2 separate regions of the Sus scrofa genome follow, and region 1 is linked to region 2. Evidence: chromatin contacts called from public Hi-C data. All regions are on one chromosome and are shown on one strand. Each heading gives the region's core, a stretch centred on a gene start, on an enhancer-like site or on the middle of the called end of the contact. The rest is flanking DNA. Distances are from core to core; before and after follow the strand shown. Region 1 has its middle 36 kb from the start of CTSV. Region 2 holds the start of CTSV (cathepsin V).

Region 1 (7,113 bases), core at 1,312-3,811, 35 kb after region 2:
GGCTGCTGGGAAACCCACCCTGCGCTCCAAGACCCAGACAGACCCGGTCAAGAGAACAGGAGGACGCGCTCAGACCTGCGCCCCCATAGCTGCTCTGGCAGAGCGAAGCGGGAGGACGCCTCCAAATCCAGCCAGGCGAGGTCCGAGGACGCGCCTGGACGCAGAACTGCGAAGGATTCCCCCAAAGAGGCAGAGCAAGGCGGGAAGTCACGCGGAGCAAGCCCACGCGGGGGCGGCGGCGGCCTGGGAGGGACTTGGGGGGGGGGCGGCGGCGGCGGCGGGCGGGCGGCGGCGAGGATAGCTTTTGATTCTCGCCGGGGCTGTGCTCGCCAACAGCTCCGCTGGCGCAGAGCCCGGTCTACACCCGCAGCGAGGTATTCCAAGAAGGCTGAGCATCCCGGGGCGGAGGTCCCAGATGCTGCTGAAGAGTATAGTTTTGTGCTGTGTTCACATAGATTGTACTACTTGATAACTGCCTTCCTTTCTTCCACTGGAGGAATAGGATCCAACTTTAAAAATCACCGTCATGGAGGAAATGATTGATGTGAAATAATATTGCTCAGATACATGATCCATAGATACAATTTATTAAAACATGTTCCTATAATATTATGCCTGTATGTGCCTAAACTAGTTAAAAACAAAAACAGGACGCTCACTAAGGATTAAGCAGGGTCATCTCTGGGAAATGAGTGATTTGCTTAATAATATTTTTTTTTAATTTTGCATTGTTTGTATGTTCATATGTTATGCATTTTTGAATTTTGCTCTTTTCCCTTTCCTGAGAAAACTTCTGTCGGTCACAGAAACTTTCTTTTATGGTGCTGTTGTGCTTCAAGTGTTTTATCTGCCTTATTCCCAAAAGATACTTGCATTTCGAATTTTCTTGGCAACTTGGAGTTTTAACAGGGAGTTAATGGAAGGAGAATGAGTTTCCTTTTCTTTTCTTTGTGTTACAAAACAGGAAAAACATAGTTATGGAATAAAACATATGTTTTAAAGTAGCGCAGGAAAATTTAGGTATAACATATTCCCCGCCCCTATTGAGTGTGCAGTGTGTGTCTACATTATACATTAACCAGACCTCCTCAAAGGTGGAAATGCCTTCTCCACCACAAATCAATTTTTTTCTTCTTCTGACACCAGCAACATAACTCCTTAGAAGATTAATTTTTCCTTTCCTAATCCTGTAAGGGGTTGTGGTGACCTACCCCTCCCTAGTATATGCAGATCTGGACTGTGTATCTTCAGCAAACTTTATGTAAAATGTTTGTCATTTTGACTACCATCCTTTGTCTCAAAATGTATGACTATCTTTGACTTTAATAGGTGGAATACTCCTCAGAGTTTTCTGAAAGACTATCTCCAGGGCTATAATTCTCAGGTAGGCTTCAATAAGATTCTCTATTTCCCCTTTAAATAGGCTATTGATTAATTTTTCTCCACAACAGAAAAGTACATAATGATAAAGTAGCCATGCCCTTGACTTAAGAAACCTAACCTTTTGGAGCTCCCGCTGTGGCGCTCCTCTCAGCATCTTGGGAGCAGTCTGATGCATTCAGTCCTCAGACCAGCACTTGGGCTTAAAGATTCTCTGCTGCCACAGCTGCGGCTTAGGTTGAGACTGTGGCTGGGATCTGATGCCTGGCCCAGGAGCTCCATATGCCGTGGGCGGCCAAAAAAGAAAAAAAAGAAAAAAGAAACCTAACCTTTTGCTATGTTTGCTTTAGTTTAGTTTTGTCATGTTTGCTGAAATTTTGTAAAATAAACTAACAAAGACGACTTCAGTGCTAAACTTGTCATTACGCCTGTCTTTACAAAATCAACTCCTTTTCCAACACAATTCCATATATCCACTGAGTAACTAATATTCATCGATATTATTGATATGTTCAATTCCTAATGGCCAGTCCAAATTCAAATTTCCCAGTGCCAGTCCGAACTGAAATTCCCCAAATTGTTCCCAACATCTTTGTTTTCACCATGGCGATGTGATGGAGGACCACTCATTGCAGTATTTGGAGGTAAAGTTCAAATTTGCCACAGTCCCTGAGGGCACTGAGAGAACCTGGGCAGAAGAGAACATCTTCCAACTGTCTAATCAAGACGAAATGCTGCAGGAGTTCCCATCGTGGCTCAGCAGTAGTGAACGCAACTAGGCGGGTTCCACCCCTGACTTTGCTCAGTGGCTTTCGATCTGGCGTTGCCAGGTGGGCTGTGGTTTAAGTCACAAAGCGGCTCGGATCTGGCACACAGCCTAGGCTGTGGCTTCGATTTGACCCCTCGCCCGGGAACCTCCATATGCCATGGGTGCAGCCCTAAAAATACAAAAAAAAAAAAGAAAAATAGAAGAGGAAAGGCAAGGAGAAGGGAGAGGAGGTGGATGAAGAAAAAAAGAGGGGGAGGGAGGGGAGAGGACGAGAAAAACGAAGGGGAGGAGGAAGAGGAGAGACACAGAGGTTTAGGGGAAATGGAGTTTGCATCCGGCTGCTCACAGGGCAACCCTCTGGGAAGCATCTAGGCCACATTTGCGCATGTGCAGGCCCTCCTGCGTCGTTGTCCCCGCCCCCCGCCCCCCGCTGTCTCTGTTCTGGCGGATGTTTGGTGTCTGATGCTTGTGCTCAAGTAGGCTGGATTGCTGGGGGCAGGGGCTCTGCGCAGCCTAGGAACTTTCAGGAGTGGGCTTTTGACCCAGAGGACGGGAGCACGAAGTCCCAACCCCACCCCCACCCCGCCCCCGGTGTTGAACTACGGGGTGCAGCTGCGGCTGAGCCCTTATCAGGAGTGGGAACAAGTGCTTAGTACCGGCCAGGTTTTGTGAGGATCGTGTGGCCGGGTCCCACCAGTTGCCGGAGTGAGAAAAGTCCCAGCAGGTTGCTGGGTGTGGGGTGGGGGTGGAGTGCTTGTTTGTTTACAATACAGGAGGTGAGCGCGCCAGAGAGTGCAGGGATGCGTCCGCGGTGGAGCCTGCGCTCTGGAGCCAGAAAGACCCTGGGTAAATTCCAGCTGTGTTACCTGTAAGCAGGGGCGACAGAATGAACCGGGTTAGAGACGGGTTTCACATCTGTCAGTAGGGATATTGATGACCGCTTCATAGCATTGTATTAAAACTCCGATAAGTCATCCCCCATAAATCAAATTGGCTGGTGCAGGGTTCTAAGCCCTGCTGTGACGACTGCTAGTGTGTTTTCATTGAATATCTTATGTATCAACCTTAACAACCATTCTGTGAGGCCCATATAACCATCTGTATTACAAATAATCGAGGCTCAACTTGGTGGAGTGATAGTTCCGGTCGCGAGCTAACAATGAGGGGTCTGGATTCAAGGGCTAGTGTGCTTGACTTCCAGTGTCAGGTTTTGTCTAAAATCACACCTGCCAAAAATCAGCATTGCAGCCTTCATAGCACTTAACAGAATAGCCTGTCTCCAAATCTCCAGGGATATAATAGGAAGGGGAAGCAGATGGACTCCTACCATGTGTCAAATGTATTTTGGATTTCTGTTGTCTCCTCGGATCCCTTGAGTCAGACAGAGCCTCCCAGACCCTCATGCACTGCAGGCTGTTTCCAGTCCAGCATTATAGTGAATTCCAAGAGGATCAGCTTTGTGACCTTAAAATAAGTTGCCCAGGCCCAGATCCAGCTCCTGGGAAATTCATTTTAGAGCAAAGCAGCTCTTGTGAAGTAGGAAGCAGGCGGACTATGGTAGGAAGCAGGGGGACTGTGGTAAAAAGAGTCTTCCCTGTAAGAAAGCACCCCCTGACCTTAGACCTCTCTTTGAAGCTACAGAGCAGAGGCAGAAGAGCTCAGGCAGGAGCAGGTCTGCACAGGATCAGGAACTGCTTCTTGATCCTTCTGCCAAGAATGAGCCAAAATTGGTTATGCCACCACATTCAGAAGCCACCACGTGGTGTGACAGCTGGGAGTTTGGATTAGCCTTGAAAAGAGCAAGCTGGGCTGGAGTGGCCCAGGGGCAGACTCCTTAGGAAAGGCTACTTTGATGGAGAGCTTGTGAGGGCGAGGTCCATGTGTCTGGGATGACCAGGCAGAGAGAGGAAATTCTGTCTCCGCTTTCCCCCAAATGGCCCTATTCTTTACAGATGCAGCTGTCACAGAGGTGGCCCTAGTGATGTTCTGACTTCACAGAGTATGGCAGTGATGGTTCCAGGAAGGATTTCTATGGCCACCTCCCTCTAACTCATTTAAAACTTCAAAAAACTAGACCTGAGAGTGTCAGTGAATTGTCTGGGGCAATTACCTGTGACAGATTTCGAAGTCAAAGACAATGCCATTCACTCCATCTCAGGTCCACGTTTCAGTAGCTTGTTCCTTTTTATTGATGTGTAGTCATACCTCTTGTATGGCTGTTCCTCAGTTTATTTATCCATTCACCAATCGAATGCATATTTGGGTAATTTCCAGCTGTAAATAGTCACATACAGGTTTCTCTGTGTGAACATATGTCTTCAGTCTCAGGTTAATACGAAGAACCGTGAAGACTTGCTGGGTCACATAATAATTGTATGTCTTACATCACAGGAAACTGTCAAACTGTTGTTTTTTTTTTTTTTTAATCAAACTTTTTCAAAGTGGCTGTCCCATTTTGCAATCCTGTCAGCAATGTGTGAGGGTTCTAGTTATTCTACATCTTTATCAGCATTTAACAATATCAGGCTTTTTAGTTGGAGCCATTATTTTAGGTTTGTAATAGTATTTCATTTTAGTTGTTTTGTTTCATTTTGTTTTGTTTTGTTTCCCAGGCTAGGGGGTCGAATCGAAGTTACAGCTGCCAGCCTACACCACAGCCACAGCAACTCGGGATCCGAACTGTGGAAGTTCCCAGGCTAGGGGGTCGAATCGAAGCTACAGCTGCCAGCCTACACCACAGCCACAGCAACACCAGATCCGAGCCGCGTCTGCAACCAGAACCACAGCTCACAGCAATGCTGGATTCTTTTTTTTTTTTTTTTTAATTTCTTTAATTATTTTTCCACTGTACAACATGGGGGCCAAGATACACTTACATGTATACATTTTTTTTCCCACCCTTTGTTCTGTTGCACCATGAGTATCTAGACATAGTTCTCAATGCTATTCAGCAGGATCTCCTTGTAAATCTATTCTAAGTTGTATCTGATAACCCCAAGCTCCTGATCGCCCCCACTCCCTCCCGATCCCCCCCACTCTCTCCCTCTCCTGTCCGGCAGCCACAAGTCTATTCTCCAAGTCCATGATTTTCTTTTCTGAGGAGATGTTCATTTGTGCTGGATATTAGATTCCAGTTATAAGTGAAATCATATGGTATTTGTCTTTGTCTTTCTGGCTTATTTCACTCAGTATGAGATTCTCTAGTTCCACCCATGTTTCTATAAATGGTATTATATCGTTCTTTTTTATGGCTGAGTAGTATTCCATTGTGTATATATATGACATCTTCCTAATCCAATTGTCTGTCGATGGACATTTGGGTGGTTTCCATGTCCTGGCTATTGTGAATAGTGCTGCAATGAACATGCGGGTGCATGTGTCTCCTTTAAGTAGAGTTTTGTCCGGATATATGCCCAAGAGTGGGATTGCAGGGTCATATCAATGCCGGATTCTTAACCCACTGAGCAAGGCCAGGGATCAAACCTGCAACCTCATGGTTCCTAGTCAGATTCATTAACCACTGAGCCATGACGGGAACTCCTTTTTTATATTCTTAACAATAGTTTTCAAAGAGCAGAGGTTTTCGATTAATCAATTTTTAAATAATTTTTTCCATTTTTTTCTTTTATGAATGTATAAGTACTCAGACAGCTAAAACAAAATACCACAGACTGGGCAGCTTAAACAACAGAAATGTTTTATCTCATAATAAGTCTGGAGATTGGAAGTCCATGATCAAGAAGTCATCAGTCTTGGTTCCTAGGGGACCTCACTTCCAGACTTGCAGAGGGCCACCTTGTCGCTGAAAATATAAGGGTGCTTCTGAGTATTCTCTGTAGGGCTTACATGTATCTCTTCCTTAATTCCCCATTACTTTAACAGAGGACTTTGAGTGAGGATTTGTGTGCCCTAGAGAGTGTACAGGTGTATAAGCCATTGGTGTATAGGAAATGATTACAGGAAGCCTATTTATAGTGGCTTTATTTATTTATTTTTTTTTATTTTATTTTCCCACTGTACAGCAAGGGGGTCAGGTTATCCTTACATGTATACATTACAATTACAGTTTTTCCCCCACCATTTCTTCTGTTGCACCATGAGTATCTAGACATAGTTCTCAATGCTATTCAGCAGGATCTCCTTGTAAATCTATTCTAAGTTGTGTCTGATAAGCCCAAGCTCCCGATCCCTCCCACTCCCTCCCCCTCCCATCAGGCAACCACAAGTCTCTTCTCCAAGTCCATGATTTCTTTTCTGAGGAGATGTTCATTTGTGCTGGATATTAGATTCCAGTTATAAGTGATATCATATGGTATTTGTCTTTGTCTTTCTGGCTCATTTCACTCAGTATGAGATTCTCTAGTTCCATCCATGTTGCTGCAAATGGCATTATGTCATCCTTTTTTATGGCTGAGTAGTATTCCATTGTGTATATATACCACATCTTCTGAATCCAATCCTCTGTCGATGGACATTTGGATTGTTTCCATGTCCTGGCTATTGTGAATAGTGCTGCAATGAACATGCGGCTGCATGTGTCTCTTTTAAGTAGAGCTTTGTCCGGATAGATGCCCAAGAGTGGGATTGCAGGGTCATATGGAAGTTCTATGTATAGATTTCTAAGGTATCTCCAAACTGTTCTCCATAGTGGCTGTACCAGTTTCCATTCCCACCAGCAGTGCAGGAGGGTTCCCTTTTCTCCACAGCCCCTCCAGCACTTGTTATTTGTGGATTTATTAATGAGGGCCATTCTGACTGGTGTGAGGTGGTATCTCATGGTAGTTTTGATTTGCATTTCTCTTATAATCAGCGATGTTGAGCATTTTTTCATGTGTTTGCTGGCCATCTGTGTATGTTCTTTGGAGAAATGTCTATTCAGGTCTTTTGCCCATTTTTCCATTGATTGATTGGTTTTTTTGCTGTTGAGTTGTATAAGTTGCTTATATATTCTAGAGATTAAGCCC
Region 2 (6,827 bases), core at 1,832-4,331:
AAAGTCACAATTTGATAACCTCCAGAAACCACAGGAGCCCATCAGAAGACTACCCAAAGTCAGATGATCTCTAGATTGAAGGAAAGCAGGCCTGATCCTTACCAGCAACCCTGACCCTTGAACCTTGATGGTAAGAATCCTCAGAAATCTCCAGGTTATGTTTGTTTGTTTGTTTTGGCCATGCCCACAGCTTGTGAAAATTCCTGGGCCAGGGTTTGAACCCAGCATCAACAGTGACAATGCGGGATCCTTAACCTGTTGCACCACAAGGGAACTCTAAGGACACAGGGTTTTGAGGGCATTCGTCCACTGTGTCCCTCTTTGCCTGGCAAAGCAATAAAGCTCTTCTTTTCTACCCCACTCAAAACTCTGTCCTCCCAGATTCAATTCGGCGTCCATGCACAGAGGCCGAGTTTCCCCATCAGTATTGGAGGGAATTGTTACGCGGCTTCAGGGTCTTTTTTTTTTTTTTTTTTTTTTTGTCTTTTTAGGGCCATACCATATGGAGGTTCCCAGGCTAGGGGTCGAATTAGAGCTGTAGTCCCTGGCCTACACCACAGCCACAGCAACACAGGACCTGAGCCACGTCTGCTACCAACACAACACCACAGCTCATGGCAACACTGGATCCTTAACCCACTGAGCAAGGCTGGGGTCAAACCTGCATCCTCATCGATGCTAGTCAGATTCATTTCCGCTGATCTACGTCAGGAATTCCGATTCAGGGTCTTAAATACCATCCACGGGAGGTTTGTTCATTCCCTTATGGTTTAAAATTTCCAGAGATGGAATAAAGAATTTATGTTCTATTTCACTAGTGAGCAAAAGAAATGCTGACGGATGCACACAAAAATACACTTTCACAGATACCGCATCTTAGCATTTTAGTAGGAATCATTAAATTCTACCAACTGCATTTTATCAAAGGCTAAGGCTTGTCTACTTGGCTAAATTGTGCCTATTTCAATAACTAGCATTTATCTAACTCACTCTGCAGAGAAATGGGAGTAGAAGAAGCAAAGGAACCCAATAGTTGGTAATAACAAATCTCTGTAATGCATTATCTAACAGGTAGATAATAATCCACTCCCTTAGTTAAATGGCTTTCTCCTGAATTTAGACATCATTTGATTTAATTTTAGGTTCTGAGCACATTTGTTATAAAAAGAGCCTACTTTTCCCTCCGTTGCATTTGTATCACATTCTAAGAAACGAAGGGGCTCCCGCTCTTCAAAGTAGCACCAGCCACACAGTTTCCTGTCAGACTATTGCTCAAGTTACAGACATTCATGAAATAACAGGTTTTTCCACCACCTGCAATCTTCAGGAGGTGTGACCCAGGGCAAGTGTAAAACCCACGTGCTAGAGTAACTTGGATTTTTTGTGATAAACTGAGTAAACAAACGGACAATGGCTAGACTTTGTATGACAATAGAACCCTGACCTACAAAAGGCATCTCTGCAGCAACCAACTCAAAACAGGACTTCCTGAATGGCTACAAACTTCTTATTTCTGCTTCCATTTGCAGGACAAACCAGAGAAATCCAAATATTCTCCCCAAACCAATCACACAAGATGTTCCATTTCTAGTTAACCCTCCTCCAGCTCCCTCATAACAGTTTCAAATCAGGGCTTATGGAAAAGTCAGTTTTTTCCTTATAAAGCTTTTCTTCACCCTCCTCATAGCAAGTTGTTCCCACGTGGTTGGTCTTCCTTTACTTCCAAGTGTGACAGCCAATGACTAATCCTAAAAAAAAGAAGAAAAAAAAAATCTCCAGCCATATGCAATACAATGTATTTTTGTAACCACATGAGAATTTCATGCTCCTAGTTGTGTTTGAGAGGAAAGAGATTCTACTTCAAAGGGGATAAAATATGAATTTTAATAAGTTGATTTTTACAAAGACTATTCATGTGTGCCTCTACAAAAGTTATCAACTTAATTTTAACTAAGAGTTTACAGATCGACATGCACTGTGATTCTATTTTTTGTTATATAAATATCCCTAGAACAGAGTTAATGGGGGAGGGGAAGTGAGTGTTTATTTTCTAAAACATATTTTCTATAACGAATGTTTCTTACATAACTTTAAAAAGTAAAGTTCCTGATTAAACTCCTTAAATCTTTAGCTCTAGTTTTTCCTCCATCTAAAAGATGTCTTCAAGCCAGTTAAATCTAAACCCTGACATTAAATGTGACTAAACTACTTTAAAAAAAAAAAAAATGTACCTTTCCTGTATCTCAAGAGAAGCACTTTGGATACTAAGGAAGACTTAATGATCCAAAATACAGAGGGAAGAAATGCGGTTTATGCCCTTTCTCAAACACTCGTCTCCCCTTTTTATTAAGCCAAATTTTCCTGGAAATAACTCGTTTTTGTTGGTTTTGAGAAAGGACTGAAAGGCGAGAAGAATCCCCCACTGGGGAGGACAGGAACAGGGCATTGCAAAATGCCACGACTTCCCTGCGAAGGTCCCCTTTCCCTCCTCCTGGGATTTGGGCCACGATCAACGCGTTCTTGTGTTTTAAAACACTGTAATTCCGCTTGGATTCTCCTCAATCCCGCGGGCTCAGCACCCCTCCGCCCCGCCCCACCTGTGCTGTGAAGCGGCAATCCCTAGACTAGACAGTTCTCAGCCCCGCCGCAGATTTTCACCCCAAACTGTAAGACTAAAGGAAGCGCAGGGTTACGCTCAAAGTCCACTTGGGGGTTCCTCTTAAGCGTCTTTTCGTGAACGAGCGCCAAATTCGAGGTAATTAGTTGATCTGGATCCCTAGGGAGGCGCTGGACATCCCCCCCGCCCCCCCCCACACACACACACCCCCACCGACTCCTCAGCGCTGCCCAGAGGCCCCCAGCTCTACTCTTCGGTTCAGGACAAAAGGCACGCAGCCAGGCCTCCCCTGGAACAGGTTGGGACACGGCGGCGTCACGCGCCGGGAGTACTCACTCCCGGAGGCCCCGCCTACTTGCCAGATCAGCCAATCGCGGCGCAGGCAGGCGGTGGGGGCGGGGCCGGGCGGGCCGCAACCCCGGGTCTTAAAGGCTGAGTCAGGCGCGACCCGGCCAGAACCTCGAGCCACCGCCAACTTAGGAGAGATACGTACGTCCGTGGAGTGCGCCTGCGTAGCGGTGGAAGCCGCAGGTCAGCGACCCAGTTCGGGGCCGAGGCGGGTACAGAACCGGGACTGGAGGAGGGGCTATCCAGGGATTCCGGAGAGGGGGCAGGCGCGACTCCCGGGAACGCCATCGTCTGCCCGCCTCAAGTTGATGAGGCTGGGTCGGCGCTGCCTCGAGCTTTGGCAGCCTTGGGGTGGGGAAGGGGGAAGGGCGATTTGGGGAAATCCAGGGCGGAGCTGAGACCACCCGAGGGTCCCTAGGCCGGTCAGCCTCGGGGAGGAGATGGGCGCAAGTCTGTGTTGGTCGCGGCAGTCTGTCCCCCCCGCCCCCCCGAATGCTGGGCTGTAGGGCCCGTCGCTCCCTGTATGAGTAAACATTTTCTGGAAGTGGCGGGCGTGTGCGGAGGGCTGGGAGCAGGGCGGCACGCCTCTGGCCTGGCCCCTCCTGTAGCAGGCTTGCGGGCTCAGCCGGGTTCTCTGAGCCCCGGGTGAGTCTGGCCCTGTTCCGACGGGCCATACTGGGTGCTCTGAGTTCCGTCTGCCACAGGATCGCTGGGTTTGGGGGCGAGGGAGGGGGTGGGGGCTACATACGACAAGGATAGGCACGGTGGAGCGCTGGGCACATTCTCTGCCCGCATTCTCCTGGGAAGGGAGGAGACTGGGAAGGCCTTCCAAAAAAGGTTTCAAATAAAATAGAGCAGATTCAATGGCATATCTCACCCCTGCCTTACGTGAGTTCGGAGGAAACTCTTGGGGACCAGGCCCCTACTTAGGATCAGGCATCCTAATAAATAAAATTCCTGGGTCACCTTGGTACCTTCAGTAAATAACATGGATCAATGATTTCTTAGTTTTTACCTTAAAATTCCGACCCATAAGGTACACCAGAAACCCTTATCAAAACCTAAAAATTATCGTTGTACTCATAGTGAAGTCTCTTTCAGTTCCTATAGCATTTGTTAGCCAATTTTTCCTTTTGATGGCAGAATTAAATACCTATACTTTGTAAGTCTTGGACCTGGTTATTCTCCCCTGATATCCTTAGCCTTCTTCCACAGACCTTCCATAAATATTTGAGAAGATCATTTAAATGTTTTACTCCAACATAGTGGCTCTATAATATCTCAAGAGAAAGTAGGACAGCTTTTTTAAAGGATTGATCTCATCAAATACTAATTTCTTTTCCTTCCCTAGGTTTTTGAAACATGAAACCTTCACTCTTCCTGACCGCCCTTTGCTTGGGAATAGCCTCAGCTGCTCCAAAACTTGATCAAAATTTAGATGCAGACTGGTACAAGTGGAAGGCAACACACGGGAGACTCTATGGCATGGTTGGTAACATGTAAAAGGGAGCCCACCGAGAATAGTTCATGCTTTTGGAGTTTGTAGCCAGAGAGTATTTCTGGAGGTTAGCTTTTTCCAAAGCCGTAACTTAATGGCACCTATTTCTGAACACAGCATGGGCGTATTTCCCTATGTCAGAGCTTGGAGAACAGCTTCCAGAAGTATAAATACATCCCTGATGATAGTTTTCCTTCTTCTCTGTCTACAAATCCACTTGGTGAGCATGGGTTGAATTTGAAGTAGAAGTAAAAATGATCATTGCCTCTAGAATGAAGAAGGATGGCGGAGAGCCGTATGGGAGAAGAATATGAAAATGATTGAACTGCACAATCAGGAATACAGCCAAGGGAAACATGGCTTCAGCATGGCCATGAATGCCTTTGGTGACATGGTGAGTATGGCCTGAGTTGCTGAACTTTGTGTGCTTCCTCTGCTCTGTACTTTAGCACAATAACCTCTTGCTTTTTCAACCTTTTATTTACTTGTCCTTAAAGACCAATGAAGAATTCAGGCAGGTGATGAATGGCTTTCAAAACCAGAAGCACAAGAAGGGGAAAGTGTTCCACGAATCTCTGGTTCTTGAGGTCCCCAAATCGGTAGATTGGAGAGAAAAAGGCTATGTCACTGCCGTGAAGAATCAGGTATGACAGTAAGCAGATCTTCATAAGAGTGTTTAGATGTATGGGCTCTTGTTAGTCTTTGTATTTGTCTTGTAAACTGATGGCTTTTTTATTTTCAGGGTCAGTGTGGTTCTTGTTGGGCTTTTAGTGCCACCGGCGCCCTTGAAGGACAGATGTTCCGGAAAACCGGCAAGCTTGTTTCACTGAGTGAGCAGAACCTGGTGGACTGTTCTCGGCCTCAAGGCAATCAGGGCTGCAATGGTGGCCTAATGGATAATGCCTTCCAGTACGTGAAGGACAATGGAGGCCTGGACACAGAGGAATCCTATCCGTACCTTGGAAGGGTAAATGGAGCTCCTTCTCTTGCCATTACAGCTCTGCTTTTGAACATTTTCAGAGATAACAGACACCATACTCAATGTTCGCATTTTAGATGCAAACTGTCAGAACTGTCATAAATTATCAGCTATTGCACAGTTCTCTGATTAGATGATTAGCATAGCTTGTCTCTACATAACATGGAGAATACATACACCATTCTGCATATAACATGAATTTTTCTAAAGTGAGGAATTTCTTTCTTTCTTTCTTTTTGTCTTTTGTCTTTTTGGGCCGCACCCTCGGCATATGGAGGTTCCCAGGCTAGGGGTCAAATCAGAGCTGTAGCTGTAGGCCACAGCCTCGTCTGTGACCTACACCACAGCTCACGGCAACACCAGATCCTTAACCCACTGAGTGAGGCTTGGGATCTAACCTGCATCCTTGTGGATGGTAGTCAGATTCGTTTCCACTGAGCCATGACAAGAACTCCAAACAGTGAGAAAGTTCTGATGGCCAAGTAGACCTAAGGGATCTTATTGAAGAAACATCTACTAATTTTTCAATTTCAAACCAGTCAAGAGCATTTTGCTTCCTTTATAAGAAAATTGACTTAGAAATCATTAAGCTGCAAACTGCTGAGTCTTGTGATCCTAGAATTCATGTTTCCCTGAAGGTAGATGGTCGTAATCAAGTCTCTTTCCCCTTTGCCTTTAAAAGGAAACAAACAGCTGTACCTATAAGCCCGAGTGTTCTGCTGCCAACGACACCGGCTTCGTGGACATCCCTCAGCGGGAGAAGGCCCTTATGAAGGCAGTCGCAACTGTGGGGCCCATCTCTGTTGCTATTGATGCGGGCCATTCATCTTTCCAGTTCTATAAGTCAGGTAGGTGTTTGTCTTTAATTATAAAAATTTAGGCAGGCAGCATAGTGATTGACTTTGGTATGCAGTCCTGTTTTCAGGACTGTAGAATTTTTAGTGTATGCATTTAATAACAGGGAGGTTTCCACTTGATATTATACTTTAAGCATTTTCTCATGATAACAAACTCTTCATAAAATTTTTAAGTGGCTATGTAATCCATTAGCTATATACAACCTAATTTATGTAACTATTTTCCGGTTGCTGGGCCCTCTTTCCAAAAATTTTTTGCTACTGTAGTTAGAACTGTAAAGAACCCTGTGGTTCAGGTATTGTGTGTGTGTGTGTATGTGTCTGTGTGCGCAAGCACACACATGCGCTCTTCTCTCAGTTGCCATGGTAGGAGTAGAAGGGATTATGCTAGTTAATGTTAGTAGTTAGTAGGTGAGTGCCTACATCACCTTAGCGTAGATAACTAGATCTTATTATTGGAAAAAAAGTTTTAAATAGAAAATTTATCTAAGATTGTGCTGAATTTCTTTGATTTCTGGTGAGTTGAAT

What was found. A called contact is a pair of places that touch in the nucleus more often than the background predicts.
Region 1: a contact with region 2 is called in a Hi-C map of skeletal muscle, with 2.2 times the contacts expected there. The contact joins the enhancer-like site here to the promoter of CTSV in region 2. A contact is called at or near these places in 1 of 5 promoter capture datasets (fetal liver), 3 of 47 Hi-C or Micro-C datasets (embryonic fibroblasts, epiblast stem cells and skeletal muscle) and 1 of 2 datasets of contacts at active chromatin or transcription factors (skeletal muscle).

What each region holds. Positions count from the first base shown.
Region 1 is chr10:25,234,465-25,241,577 of Sscrofa11.1, forward strand. No RefSeq gene overlaps it. Among named protein-coding and RNA genes, the nearest start is that of CTSV, 36 kb to the left of the region's middle. Within about 2 kb of position 2,562, at least 24 of the 83 cell types and tissues checked have an H3K27ac peak or open chromatin away from gene starts, as enhancers often do. A contact at or near this core is called in fetal liver and skeletal muscle, where this site is marked.
Region 2 is chr10:25,199,316-25,206,142 of Sscrofa11.1, forward strand. It overlaps CTSV (cathepsin V), which reads left to right and starts at 3,082. Exons shown (of 8, transcript NM_213892.1): 1 at 3,082-3,148; 2 at 4,317-4,453; 3 at 4,735-4,857; 4 at 4,961-5,107; 5 at 5,206-5,430; 6 at 6,125-6,290. The coding sequence starts at 4,328.